Regions from separate parts of the Mus musculus genome. Here regions 1 and 2 are each linked to region 3. Evidence: chromatin contacts called from public Hi-C and HiChIP or PLAC-seq data. All regions are on one chromosome and are shown on one strand. The core of a region is the stretch at or near the end of the contact, and the rest is flanking DNA. Distances in the headings are between cores, read along the strand shown.

Region 1 (4,068 bases), core at 709-3,208, 670 kb after region 3:
ACTTCCTGAAGTGGGTTCTGTTTAGCAGCCCTTACTACTTTCTTTGTGTGAAACTGGAAGTCTTCTTATCTCACATTCATTCTCAACCATTGTCTATATTTGAAATGCTTCCTCCCGCAAAGACTTCCTTTCCTGGTCCCTCATTTCTTCTCATGATGGTACTCATATATTTGTGACCATTTATTAAAGATCCCATTTCATTTGCATTTGATAAATATGTTATGAAGTGGGTAACATTGAAGTGGGTAACATAGCTGAAGCTGGATAGTTGGGACTTTAATTCAGCTATAATTGCTTCAAAGCCTGGTACACTGCTTGGACCAACAATATCCAGTGATACTCTACTAACTATAAGAGGTTTCCTCAGCTATCTGGAGCTTTGTTTTCTATAAAATGAGCTTACTTGCTACCAGGATACAGAGATCTGAGGCATGCAACTTGTTTGGTGCATTGCCTACATAAAAGGCTGGTAAGTGTATGAAACCTGGCATTATTACTAATAGGTTTTGTGAAACTTAATGGTTCTTTTACTATTTAAGAATCTGTCTGTAATAACTAGATAAGTAGAAGCCTTGCTAAAATTCTACTCCTATGTGCCTATTTGGGCATAATGAACAGACCCACCTTATCCTTTGGAAAGCATTTGGTCACTCTATTGATTTTACAAGAAAACAAAAAGGAATGATGAGTCAAACAGATTTGTCATCTTTGTTCTCCTGTGGCTTCCCCAACTGATAGTCATTTTCTCCAAGGATGGGAGAAAGATAGCTTTATCCCTTGCCAATTCCAGGGAAAGCACATGAAGGGGGTGGAATATTCACCTGGCACCAACCACTGGAGAGTACTCTATAAACTCACATCTTCTTTTTATAAATGTATAAATTCCCATATTGATAGTTGTTGAGCAAATACTGAAAAATACCTACTATGCATAATCTCTACAGACCAGATACTGTTTTGACCAAAGGCTCTCAGCATTGAGTAAAATGGAGACAGAAATATCTAGTCTTACAAGATTTTTAATATGATCTTTTGAGTTAATTACTGACTAGAGAATGTTCTTAATATCCTGTAAACTGTTTTGGATAACGGATACTGGATTCAAAAGAGATCCCTGTATCTTCACAATCCAAAATTGGGAGTCAGAAATACATGGTATTGCAGAGTAAATAAGAAGACTTAAGTTAGTTGCAGAATTATTGTCCCTTTTCCTTAAAGCAAGAGTGACTTCTAGCAAGCATTTAATTAGTAGGTGATGAATCCAATCAAGATATAGTGGAGGAAATCTTGTAGCTATGATTATATTGTCTTGGTCAGCTGTTATTTATGAAAATGTTTTTGTGTATTTTCCATGTTTCCATTTGTTCTCTATTTCTTTTCAATTTGCCATCTCAACTTTGTAGCATGTTGATTCTCTCTTTATAAGAAAAGATAAGAATATAGAGGGTGGGGGCTGGAGAGATGGCTCAGCCGGTAAGAGCACTGACTGCTCTTCCAAAGGTCATGAGTTCAAATCCCAGCAACCACATGGTGGCTCACAACCATCCTTAATAAGATCTGACACCCTCTTCTGGTATGTCTGAAGACAGCTACAGTGTACTTAGATATAATAAATAAATCTTTAAAAAAAAAAAGGATATAGAGGGTGTTAACAACCTCCACTGCAATAACAGCCTCCATACACACATACACACACAACTGCATTTTTAATGCTTATGTTATCTTGAGTCCTGTTACATTGTAATATTACCACAAAGTATTGTAAGACTAAGGTTGCTTTTCTTCCTCTTTATTTAGAAGTATCCAACATACCCATCCCCTAAACGAACACTACTATCCAGTTATACTGACGGAGCAAATGATATGACTACTACTATAACTTCTCTTAGCTTGTCCTCACCAATGATCTCTGTCTCTCACTGAACTCCCCCGAGCTGTGATCACTTTTCTCAGCAGTACAAGAAAAGGGTTCTCTGTATGGGTGACCTCATCGGTGAAGAATTTATAAATTGCTTCAGACTGAGATCAGTAGAGAAGAAGCATCCTTTTTCTGAGGAAAAGTAGCAACATCAACTTTTTCTTTTCCCACTCCTCTGTCCTTGAGTGAAAGGAGACATAACTCAGAGAAGCACAGTGGTATTGAATGATCTCATGTAGGGAAACGGAGGAGTAGAGATAAAAGGGCCCCAAGTCTGACTTGTAGCTCTGTCATTTGGCTTAGTCTCCTCCCAGGATCTCTGAGTAAGACACGCATCCTCTCTGTTTTGCTCTCCTCTTCTGCTAGTTATTTTCTGGTGCTTCTGTTAAGTCTAAGCAGGATGTATCAACGTCGATGATACAACTGGAACTCTAATTTTAATGATTCCTGCATCTAGCAGGGACTTCATGGTATATACCTTTGTTCAATTAATTCAATTTTTTGAACCTTAATTACATCATTTAGAAAATGAATCTATTCAAAAATTAAACAAGTTCATGGGACACAAAGAGTGTTCAGAAAAATACCTCTTCTTTCTTTCTATATGCAGCACCGAAACCTCTCAATGGAAACTTAAAAAGGGAAGCTTCAGCATTTTCTTAGTAGTAAGACACTTGAACTTCACTTCCAATGTTGGGTGACTCCTCTGAGATCTGTTATGCGGGGTTGGGGGATGAGCTGAGTGCTCTATATACAGCAGATTTCCATGACACTAGGAGTTACTCCTTTATCCCTAAGTTCTCATCAGACATATCTTTTTCTGGGTCTGTGGGAAACTCTGAAAACCAGAATGTAGCAAGAACTCATTTGCATCTCTTTTCGATATAGGTCACCCAGATGTTGAACAGCCCTGTAAATCCAGTGTCCGAACCTGGAGTCCAAATTCAGCTGTCAACCCACACACAGTTCCTCCAGCCTGCCCTGAGCCACAAGGCTGCTACCTCGAGCTGGAATTTCGCTACCCTTTGGTCCCTGAGTCTCTGACCATCTGGGTAACCTTTGTCTCCAGTGATTGGGACTCTAGTGGAGCTGTCAATGACATCAAACTCTTGACTATCAGTGGAAAGAATATCTCTTTGGGTCCTCAGAATGTTTTCTGTGATATCCCACTTACCATCAGACTCCGGGATGTGGGTGAGGAGGTATATGGCATCCAAATCTATACTCTTGATGAGCACCTGGAGATTGATGCAGCAATGCTGACCTCCACTGTAGACAGTCCACTCTGCCTACAGTGTAAACCTCTGCAGTATAAAGTGCTTCGAGACCCACCTCTGCTAGAAGATGTAGCCTCATTACTCCACCTCAACAGAAGATTCATGGACACGTAAGTGCATTCTCCCTCTCAGGAGCTGATAAAATGGGTGGGCTGTGGAAAGATGTGGGGAAAGTCAGAAGGTCTTGACCGAAAAGGAGAAAGTTCATCTCCATCAGACTTACTTCTAGAGATTGTATCCCAGTGCTGAGTGTAGAATTCATGTTAATAAGGCAGAGTTGATATAATAGGAAGGGCCATGGATGGAGTCAAAAGGGTCAGAGGTGAGGACAGTCTTCTGTGATATTCATTTATCTCTCCAAACCTTGGTCTTTTCAACAGCAAACAAAGGAGAGTGGATGGGATTAACAATAAGTCCTTTATTACTAATGAAGATTACTCTTCTGATAGAATAGAACTTTGCTCATGATTTATGTTTATATAAGTTTGAAAGAGATTTATGCATTCTGATTTTTTCTCCACTACATGAAAATGTTGGGTGAAGTGGCAGCTTCATAGGGACTTGGGCACATGCCTGCACAACCACATAAAAACATTCCTAGACACTGAATCTCTCTAGTCACAGTCTTTCTGCTCGTTGTAGTTCCTGAGGTAGGAATGAGTTCCAAATTTCTTGGATCACTAAAGACCTTACAGCTGTAGGATCCACAGATGCTTTCGTGAGGGAAGAGATATTCACTATGCTGCTTGATTTTAACATTCAGTTTTTAAGCCCTTTTCTGCCATTTTCTTTACATCCTCATGATATGTGTCTTTTAAAAGAGAAAAATGCCTGCAGTGAAGTCACTAGCATTGTGTCTGTCTGTGTGTGTTT
Region 2 (3,976 bases), core at 1,103-3,602, 940 kb after region 3:
TCTCTCTCTCTCTCTCTCTCTCTCTCTCTCTCTCTCTCTCTCTCTCTGACACACACACACACACACACACACACTCCAACTCTGATAAGGAAAATAACTTTGGGAGAACATGAATTACTAGCTCCTATGTCATACATTTAACTCAGAGAAAGAATAAGAGTTAACTTCTTGTCACAAATTCCACACCTCCCAATCTCTGCACTTGACCTAGTGGTTCACAGCTTCTATGAGAGTCTACAAGCATGTATCTGAAGATTGTAGTAATACAGCATTTAATCTGCTGTACTTACGTGATATGGTATTTATCTAGAAACTTTCATCTTGGAGAAGTAAAGTATTTTATAAACATATTATTTTCTCTCTCCCCTTCCTCACCTCCACCTGAGTCCTTGGGAACAAAGAGGCTGCCAAGAATGGCCAAGGTCACAAGTGTGGACAGGTGTATCAGGGGTAATGGTTCCCCTTGTGTGGACACAGCTGTGTTTGGTGATAACAGAAATAATCTCTTGCATTTGTATATCCCTTTGCTATTTACTAATCTCTTTCATGTCCAGCTTCCATTTGATCTTCACACCTGTCATGTGAAATAGGCAGAGAAAGCATCAGTTTCCAGAGGAAACCCCTGATGCCCAGAGAGATCACCTAGTATCCAACCCACGTCAGATGGTTCATTCATATGACCACAGTGTTCTGAAGTGCCTAAGCCTAAGCCCTATCATCAGGCTGGTTTGAGTTTGAATGCAGTAATGATTATGTAATGCACTTCAATGGCTATGTGCCTAGGGCAGAGGACTTCATCTCTGTGATTTTTCTCTCCTCTTCTATGCACTAATCAAGCTAATGTTCCTTCCATTGTAGTATGTAAAGAATATAGACAAGTATAAGACATGTGGCTTTCTATGAATACGGCCACAAGAAAGATCCCAACTGTGGTATCTTCCCACCATGTCCAATATCTCTAGGAAGAAGGCTTGGAGGTTGGAGACACCTGAGAGGGTCTGTGTGGAAGCAGGTCTGGGTGCAGTCATTTACTAAGCTGCCACCCAGGCTGAGATCTGGCCCCACATTCCCTCCCCTGTAGGCATTAGCTTCTATGTGTGGTGCATTCTCTCTGGAGGCCTGCTGGCAGCATCTGTGGGAGGCATGCACTCCTGACTCACACACCTCCCCTCAGCTCCCCCACCCCCTTGCACGCTGCCCACCTGTCTCTGGTCTTGCTTCTGGCAGCCCCACTTTGTCTCCAAGAAGAGCAGCAAACCTGCGTCCTTAGGTGCTCTCCTCTGAGCTCCCCAACTCCAGGATGCAGCCAACAAAAGCCAAAGAACTCTTGTTTGTTTTCTAAGCCAGAGCCAGCAGTGATTCCCGGAAGGCCCTGCCTGGCTTAATGGGGCTGTGTTTGGGGCTCTCCTCTAACGCCAGGCCCTGGCAGAGGCAGGAGGCTGCTCTCCTGAGGCCCTGGCATTTGCTTAAGGTGATTCAGATGTGGGGCCAAGGGGACAGAGATGGCAAGAGGATTGGTTCTAGTTCTGTCCACACTGACTCATTCTGGATATGACCCTTTACCTCTTTTGGGCCGCAGTGTCCTTGTCTCTTTGCCCTTAACAAAAGGCAGCTGTTTGTAAAGGGATGCTTCTTTACCTTAATATATAGGATAATCAGCTGAGGGAGCTTTAAAAAAATATCCTACAGCCTGGGACACTCTCCGGAAAGTTCTCATCAAATTGGTCTGGTATGGGGAGGCAGGGTATTCAGACATTATAACAACTTTAGAGGAGTTTTAGTAAGCAGCTAAACGCTGAGATCCCTATGAACGATCCCATTTAAAAATCCATTTTTAAAAGTACAGTTGGAATAGACAATGCTGGGAGAAATGCTGATGGGCCCTTGTCTTTGTAACACCTTTGAATCACACTATTTTCCTGGGGAATTGGAGGAATTAAGGCACAAAGGAAATGAGTTTGAAAGGACCTAGACACCCCCTGATGTTCTAAGTAGGTCTCCTGAATCACACTGCCAATAAGAAAACATGGAAAAGAAAAGGTTTCAAAGGAATAACAGAATGATGTAGGGAAAAAAGGAAAAGTAGAGTAAAAGAAACCAAACGACACCAAGCAGAAGAAAGCAAAAGAAAATGGGAAATAAGGGGAGGGAGGGTAAGGGTACAGGAGGAAGGGGGGATGGAACCCACAGCAGGGGCATGAATAGCTCAGATCATTCCCAGCGAGACAAGGCAGCATTGAACCACACTTGGCTGTACAGGCAGTTTTCAGATAGTGAAAGCAAGGGAGAACTTCCATCCCAACTGGGGCCCCAAGCTTAGAGCTGGAGCCCGTGCCTGCGCCTGCGCTTGTGTGGGGGCAGTCTGACTCACAGCTGCTGCCTCGCCCTGTGTCCAGCTTCTTGCTCAATCCAGGCAGCAGGAGGGAGAGATGCCCTTTTTCAAGATGACTCCTGCAGCGAGGGCCCTGTGACCTTTCCAAAGTTGTGTGGCTAGGAGTAGAAACAAGATCAGGAGACCCCATAATCCTGCCCTGGCAAACAACTGAACAGTTCATAAAGAGGCCGGTGCTTGTCTGCCTTCAGGCCTTTGTTTTAATCCCATCTCTACTGTAGTCTCCTCCCTGGGACACCTTACCTAACATGGCATTCAAATCTTGCTGTAGTATCTCTGTGGTAATTATTTACATTAGTTTTTACACGTCCTGTAATGTCATGTGCTTGTGCTATCTGAATAGAGACTCCCTAACTCCCACCTTTGCTTATCATGTGGCTAATTACCCTACACAACTGGACCTATAGACATCATTCACACACACACACACACACACACACACACACACACACACACACACACACGGGGGTCGGGGGGAAGAAGAGAGGCAGGGACAGACAGACACAGGCAGAGACACACACATAAACAGAGAAAGAGACAGAGACAAAGACAGAGAGAGACAAAGACAGAGACAGAGACAGAGAGACAGAGACAGACAGAGACAGAGAGAATGAGAGAGAATAAACCAGTTAGGGCTAGTCCCAAAAAATCCTGATTGAGTAACTTTGGAGTCAGCACAGTCATCTCCATTATTAACATGCTCCCCATGATGATGCAGATATAAATGGACCACACACTGCAAAACACTTTGGTACTTTAACCTAAATCGGCTTTCTTTCACTCCAACCTCATGTATTCCCCCCCCCCATTCATGTTTTACTGAAAACACAGGATAAATTGATCCCCTCTTCTTTGCTCTACCATCACCAATAATTTCTACTTAATATTTCATGTGGTCTCTGATTAGAAGGATCAACTTTGTCTTCCATAAAACCAACCCTTGTCTATGAGCTCCATCTCTTTGAAGTCCTCCCTGCTCTTGACTCTTCTGGGATTTAGTTCTTATAGCGTGCTATGCTATCTCTTTGCCTCTGGAATTGCTTCCTCTTATTCTCTTGTCAATTTGGGGCAATGTCCATGAATCCATGTTTCACCCTTTGTCCATTCTCCTGCAGCAGCATCTACATGAGGATACTCTTAACAACAAAGTTCTAAGGATTCTGCTCCTCACTAACTGCCCATCCCCACCACGGCCCTTCTACTTTAGTTCTCACTTCTCCCAAGAATGCTATACTCTATTGGGCAGGAATCAGGAAATGATAAAGTAATGAATTAGACTAGCAGCTAGGGGCCGGGAGCTTCTGATCTCAGATTAGACATAAAATGGAAAGAGCTATTAAAAATTAGAAGGAGGCAGAGGAAAGTAAGATGATGTTCTAATCAAGTTTGTAACTCTACCCATAAAGATGCAGTCAACTGATTCTCCAATAGTCTGTTATGTGTGTGCATGAGTATATAATATGGAAATTATATTAATATATATATATATATGTGCATATATATACACACATATGTATATATATGCATATATATGCATACATATGGCTCAAGCACACATACATTCCTGATGACAGAAGATAGATA
Region 3 (4,238 bases), core at 740-3,239:
TACCATTCTGCCCTTTGCCGAATGGGATATTAAAATATTCACTTGGGGGGTGGGGTGGGTCATGGGGTTCCGTCCATAAATGTTTGTGATTTGCTCTGAGCTATTTGGGCCAGAGGGACTCCAGAAATGGGAGACCCCAGTGGCCACAGTGGTGGTATCTGAGACTTCTCTGAGGTCTTGACTTTACTCTGCAGAATTAAGGAGATGGTTTAAGTGATAAACTATTCCTCATGAGCTGTATCTGTGTTGAAAGCACAGCATGAGTTCCCTGCACGCTTCCTCTCGCACAACCACAGCTATGCACCAATCCTCCTGGGTTCAGAGATGGAACTCTGGTTAAATGCGTGGAATTTATTCTTAGTCCTTTTCTTAATTACAGTTTTATTTTTATTTCTCTGGTGTTCTCTAGAGGAGGGGTTGGAAAGAAAGGAAAAAGAAGGGGGGGGGGAGGGAAATAGACTTCCAAGGTTTTTTTTTCTTTCCTTTTTTTCCCTCTCTCCTTATTTTTGTTTTGTTTCTGAACTGCCTGCTCCCAGCAAAGTAGAAGGCTTTAAGGGATCTTGCAGGGATACAAATCACATTCCAGTGAAGCTAGGGTTCAGAAGACACGTAATGAATACAATGAAAACAAAACTTGAGGTGAGCACATTCATTTTATAACTAATGAATCCCCTAGGCTGATAGACAAAGACTGAAGCTTTTATTCATCATTAATTTAATAAACAAAGAGAGTGGGCCTCAGGGTAAAGGGGCTATTCAGTCATGCTGAGGATGTGCCCAGCAAATTGCTATGTAATAACCAACAACATTGCTTCCCCTGACTGTTCACAGAGATTTTCCTCCTGTGTCTAATCTGGTCCCCAAAACTACCACACACTGCCAGTATTCTCAGTGTCAGACAGCATCCACTCAATGTTTATATCGATATCCTATCTTAGTGAGCATAACTCGATGTGTGTGGTTCCTTTAATGCAAATAAGTACCAGACTACATAAAATTTAGTGTTTCATTCACAAAATGGAGAGAATAGGCCATTGTTTATCAGTATCTTGAGAACATGTGCAGAGAGAATGGAGGCAAATAACACTGTGTAATATAAATAATGTGAATTCTTGGCATATGAAACTACACACACACACACACACACACACACACACACACACACACACACCCTTTTCCTCTGGACTCAGATGCTAGCAGACAAAGGATCTGTTTCATCAAGCATATTATGGTGCGTGTGCATAGTCCTCCAGACTAACCCCTTACTTTCTTGGCCCTGTTGCTTTTTGGAACTTTTAAATCATTTGACAAAAGCTGTAGTCAACTTGAGCCACTAACTAGACTTGGCATATTAGACCTATGTATGGATCAAGTGCATACCTATGATCTTGTTTCCAGCTCCACAGAAATTGAGACACTATCTACCTCCATAATCTTTTTGCAGAGAACCTAGTGAGCTCAAAGCACTTTAAATAATACCTGGGGGGGGGGGGGCTGTGGTCAATGTGGCTGCTGGTTCTGAAGGGGGAGGGTGATGCTTTGGACTATGAGATTGGAAGCTCATGAAGAATGAAGCTAGGGTGAGCTGGGGGAGTCCCTGCTTTCCTCGAACTTTCTGTTCTTTCACCTGTGTCCCTGAGTAGTCTTGCATGCACTCTCTGGCCAAGCTCAAGTGTCACCTTTCCCAGAAAGCCTGCTCAGCTCTGTATCCTTTTCCTCTTCCCCCTTCAAGAATGGCTGTCATTCCTGTCAACAGTTGAAACACTGCATCACCCTCTTCTATGTCAGGGAGCAATATTTACTATTGCCATTACTGTTTCATTTTTTTTCAAGGCTGAATATAAGCCTTTTGTACTTGGTTTTACCCTTCAGTATGAATTCATTTATTTAATGTTCATAAATATAAATAAATTGGCAAAGAAGTAGTATGTCATGTGATATTGAAGTGTCTTTGCAGAGTGATTCATCATGACTATGTGGAATTCTTTGTGCAAGAAAATCTCGTAAGCAGCGAGAGGTTATGAGCCTTGGATGGAGTATCCAATAAGAAGTTTTAGATACTGATTCTGAAATCATTGACTCCGTGATTCTGAATGAAGTGTGCTCATTGATTTCACGTAGAACCTGCTTACTTCTTAACTGGCAAAGGAATACACTATGGAGACAGAGGGGAGGATTTCTCAGACTCTGAGTTAGTTATAAAAGTTGTCAAAGTAACGCAATGTCAAATGCTTTCAAAGAGGAAACTTCACGAAAAACAGCTATATCTCAAATGTCCAGCACATAAATATAAACAGATTTGTTCTACACAGGCCATTAATTGCTTTCACAAAGTCAGTGTGCTTACTTGAACCCTACTTGAACTAGCTGTTTGCTGGTGCAGTCACTACTGAAAGAAAGATTTCTTAAAGGCTTTGGGTTGCTCCCACTTCTTGTCATAGAATGATCCAAATTTTATGTCTGTTTATTACTTTGTAGCCCAGCTGGACCCCAGAAGGATGGAGTTGTTGCGACCATGGAAAAACACAACTGCACACAGATACCGAAATGAAGCCAGTGATGTCCTGGAGGCTTAGATAAACATTTAGTCTCATAAATAAATACATTATCAGACCACACAAAATATTTCTTAACCAGACGCCTCCTCAGAAGTCATCTTCCAAGTATCATTTTAAGTTTTTCCATGTTCGAAGAATCAAGAAGGTTATTGATCATGTACGGGCTAACCAACCCTAACTATATGTTTCCAGACAATATAGTAATATGGTTTCTTGTAGACATTGATATAGAATCTGAACACATACTTAAGTAGCCAATAACATTCCAGGGTGAATATCAACTTGCAACACAGTAGACAACAGATTGTAATGTAAGAATTTTCCATTTCATTTCTCAAAAAGATATATTCACTTTTCCTTTGATTAAACAAACATCTAAACAATTCTTGTTGACCAGGCACTCTCCTAGACACTGACAGTAGCTTGAAAAACCTTGCTTCATTTGTAAATCAATTCCCTTACTGATATAAGAGTTACTCTGTAGGTGGGGCATTGTTCAGGATGCTGAGAAAGGGAGAAGATAGTTACTTTCCTCAGTGGGTTACAGGCTTCACATCAGTACACTGATGTGTACAGTGGCTGGAGAGAGGGTTATATTCATTGGTCTCTAAAGTCCTTCCTGCCAAGAATAAACTAAGTAATAGATTTCAGGATTTTTTTGGTTCATTTGCTAAGTGTCAGGTCAACTAAATAAATGGTAATTTGTAAAAATAGATTTAACCATTGTATGTCAGGCTTTTGGAAAAGAACACTGAGATCTTCAAAACACACTACTGGCCATGAATATATTTAAGAACAGAGGTTGTGCGGGGATATGGCTCAGTTGTTAGAAGACTTGCATCATAAGTGTGAAGACTAGAGTTCAGATTCTGAGGACCTATTCTGGGTGGGCATAACGACCCATTTATAAATCTAGCTTAGAATGACAGGGACAGGGAAAATCCTGCTACGAGCCAGTTAGATACACCAACTATTTGGCAGGATCTGCATTTGCTTGAGAAATCCTGCCTCAGTGGGCAAAGAGAAAGATAAAGGTGGATTGAGAATATGAATTTTCATCTTCTACATACACATGCACCCATGTGCACATATGCCATTACATGCACTCCTTGAAGGCAGAAAACACAAAAGAATAAATATCTTATGGCAATGCATCTGTAAAACACTTTCCTGACTTCATGTCAGCTCACATGCCATGCATATGATCTCTATGTGTTGACCATGAGCTGCCAACTCAGACTCAAAATTACACATATGCTTAATTTTGAGAAATCATTTTATCAAACAACACTTTTGATGAAGCAAATCTTCAAACATTTGCTATATGGCATACAGTAGAATTGAGAATGCCCTACAGAGAACAGCAACTCAGTTCAATCATTGTAGAATGAGTAAATGGGACATGGATAAACTTTAGCTTTGAATGCACAGCCCTTTCAGACCTATCTTCTAACACAGAGTCCAACAGGTTTCCTCCTAGAAAATGAGGTATGATGACAGTTTGAGACATAGAGAAAGATTGAGGAGAATGGAAAGAATGGGAGATTTAGGAATGGTATAGAATGAGAGGAAGAAACACCAGGGGTTAAATAGACCTATATTTGGTCAATAGACCAATGCTTGATCTTAGTATCATCGTGTCCTTTTGAAGAACACATACTTTAACTCTGAGCTTACTTT

Evidence for each region. A called contact is a pair of places that touch in the nucleus more often than the background predicts. HiChIP or PLAC-seq counts read pairs in DNA pulled down with a chosen protein or histone mark.
Region 1: a Hi-C map of tail fibroblasts shows a contact between it and region 3, with 5 times the contacts expected there. The contact joins two enhancer-like sites. A contact is called at or near these places in 3 of 484 Hi-C or Micro-C datasets (adipose-derived mesenchymal stem cells, tail fibroblasts and uterus) and 1 of 115 datasets of contacts at active chromatin or transcription factors (embryonic fibroblasts).
Region 2: a contact with region 3 is called in an H3K27ac HiChIP or PLAC-seq map of the NIH/3T3 cell line, with 10 times the contacts expected there. The contact joins two enhancer-like sites. A contact is called at or near these places in 2 of 484 Hi-C or Micro-C datasets (embryonic fibroblasts and liver) and 1 of 115 datasets of contacts at active chromatin or transcription factors (the NIH/3T3 cell line).

Annotation. Positions count from the first base shown.
Region 1 is chr4:65,201,848-65,205,915 of GRCm38.p6, forward strand. Pappa (pregnancy-associated plasma protein A) reads left to right here. Exons shown (of 22, transcript NM_021362.1): 7 at 2,807-3,305. Among named protein-coding and RNA genes, the nearest start is that of Pappa, 80 kb to the left of the region's middle. Within about 2 kb of position 1,959, at least 12 of the 459 cell types and tissues checked have an H3K27ac peak or open chromatin away from gene starts, as enhancers often do. A contact at or near this core is called in tail fibroblasts, where this site is marked.
Region 2 is chr4:65,474,994-65,478,969 of GRCm38.p6, forward strand. The region is part of intron 19 of Astn2 (astrotactin 2); the gene reads right to left. Among named protein-coding and RNA genes, the nearest start is that of Trim32, 130 kb to the right of the region's middle. Within about 2 kb of position 2,353, at least 96 of the 459 cell types and tissues checked have an H3K27ac peak or open chromatin away from gene starts, as enhancers often do. A contact at or near this core is called in the NIH/3T3 cell line, where this site is marked.
Region 3 is chr4:64,535,807-64,540,044 of GRCm38.p6, forward strand. No RefSeq gene overlaps it. Among named protein-coding and RNA genes, the nearest start is that of Gm23950, 93 kb to the left of the region's middle. Within about 2 kb of position 1,990, at least 15 of the 459 cell types and tissues checked have an H3K27ac peak or open chromatin away from gene starts, as enhancers often do. A contact at or near this core is called in the NIH/3T3 cell line and tail fibroblasts, where this site is marked.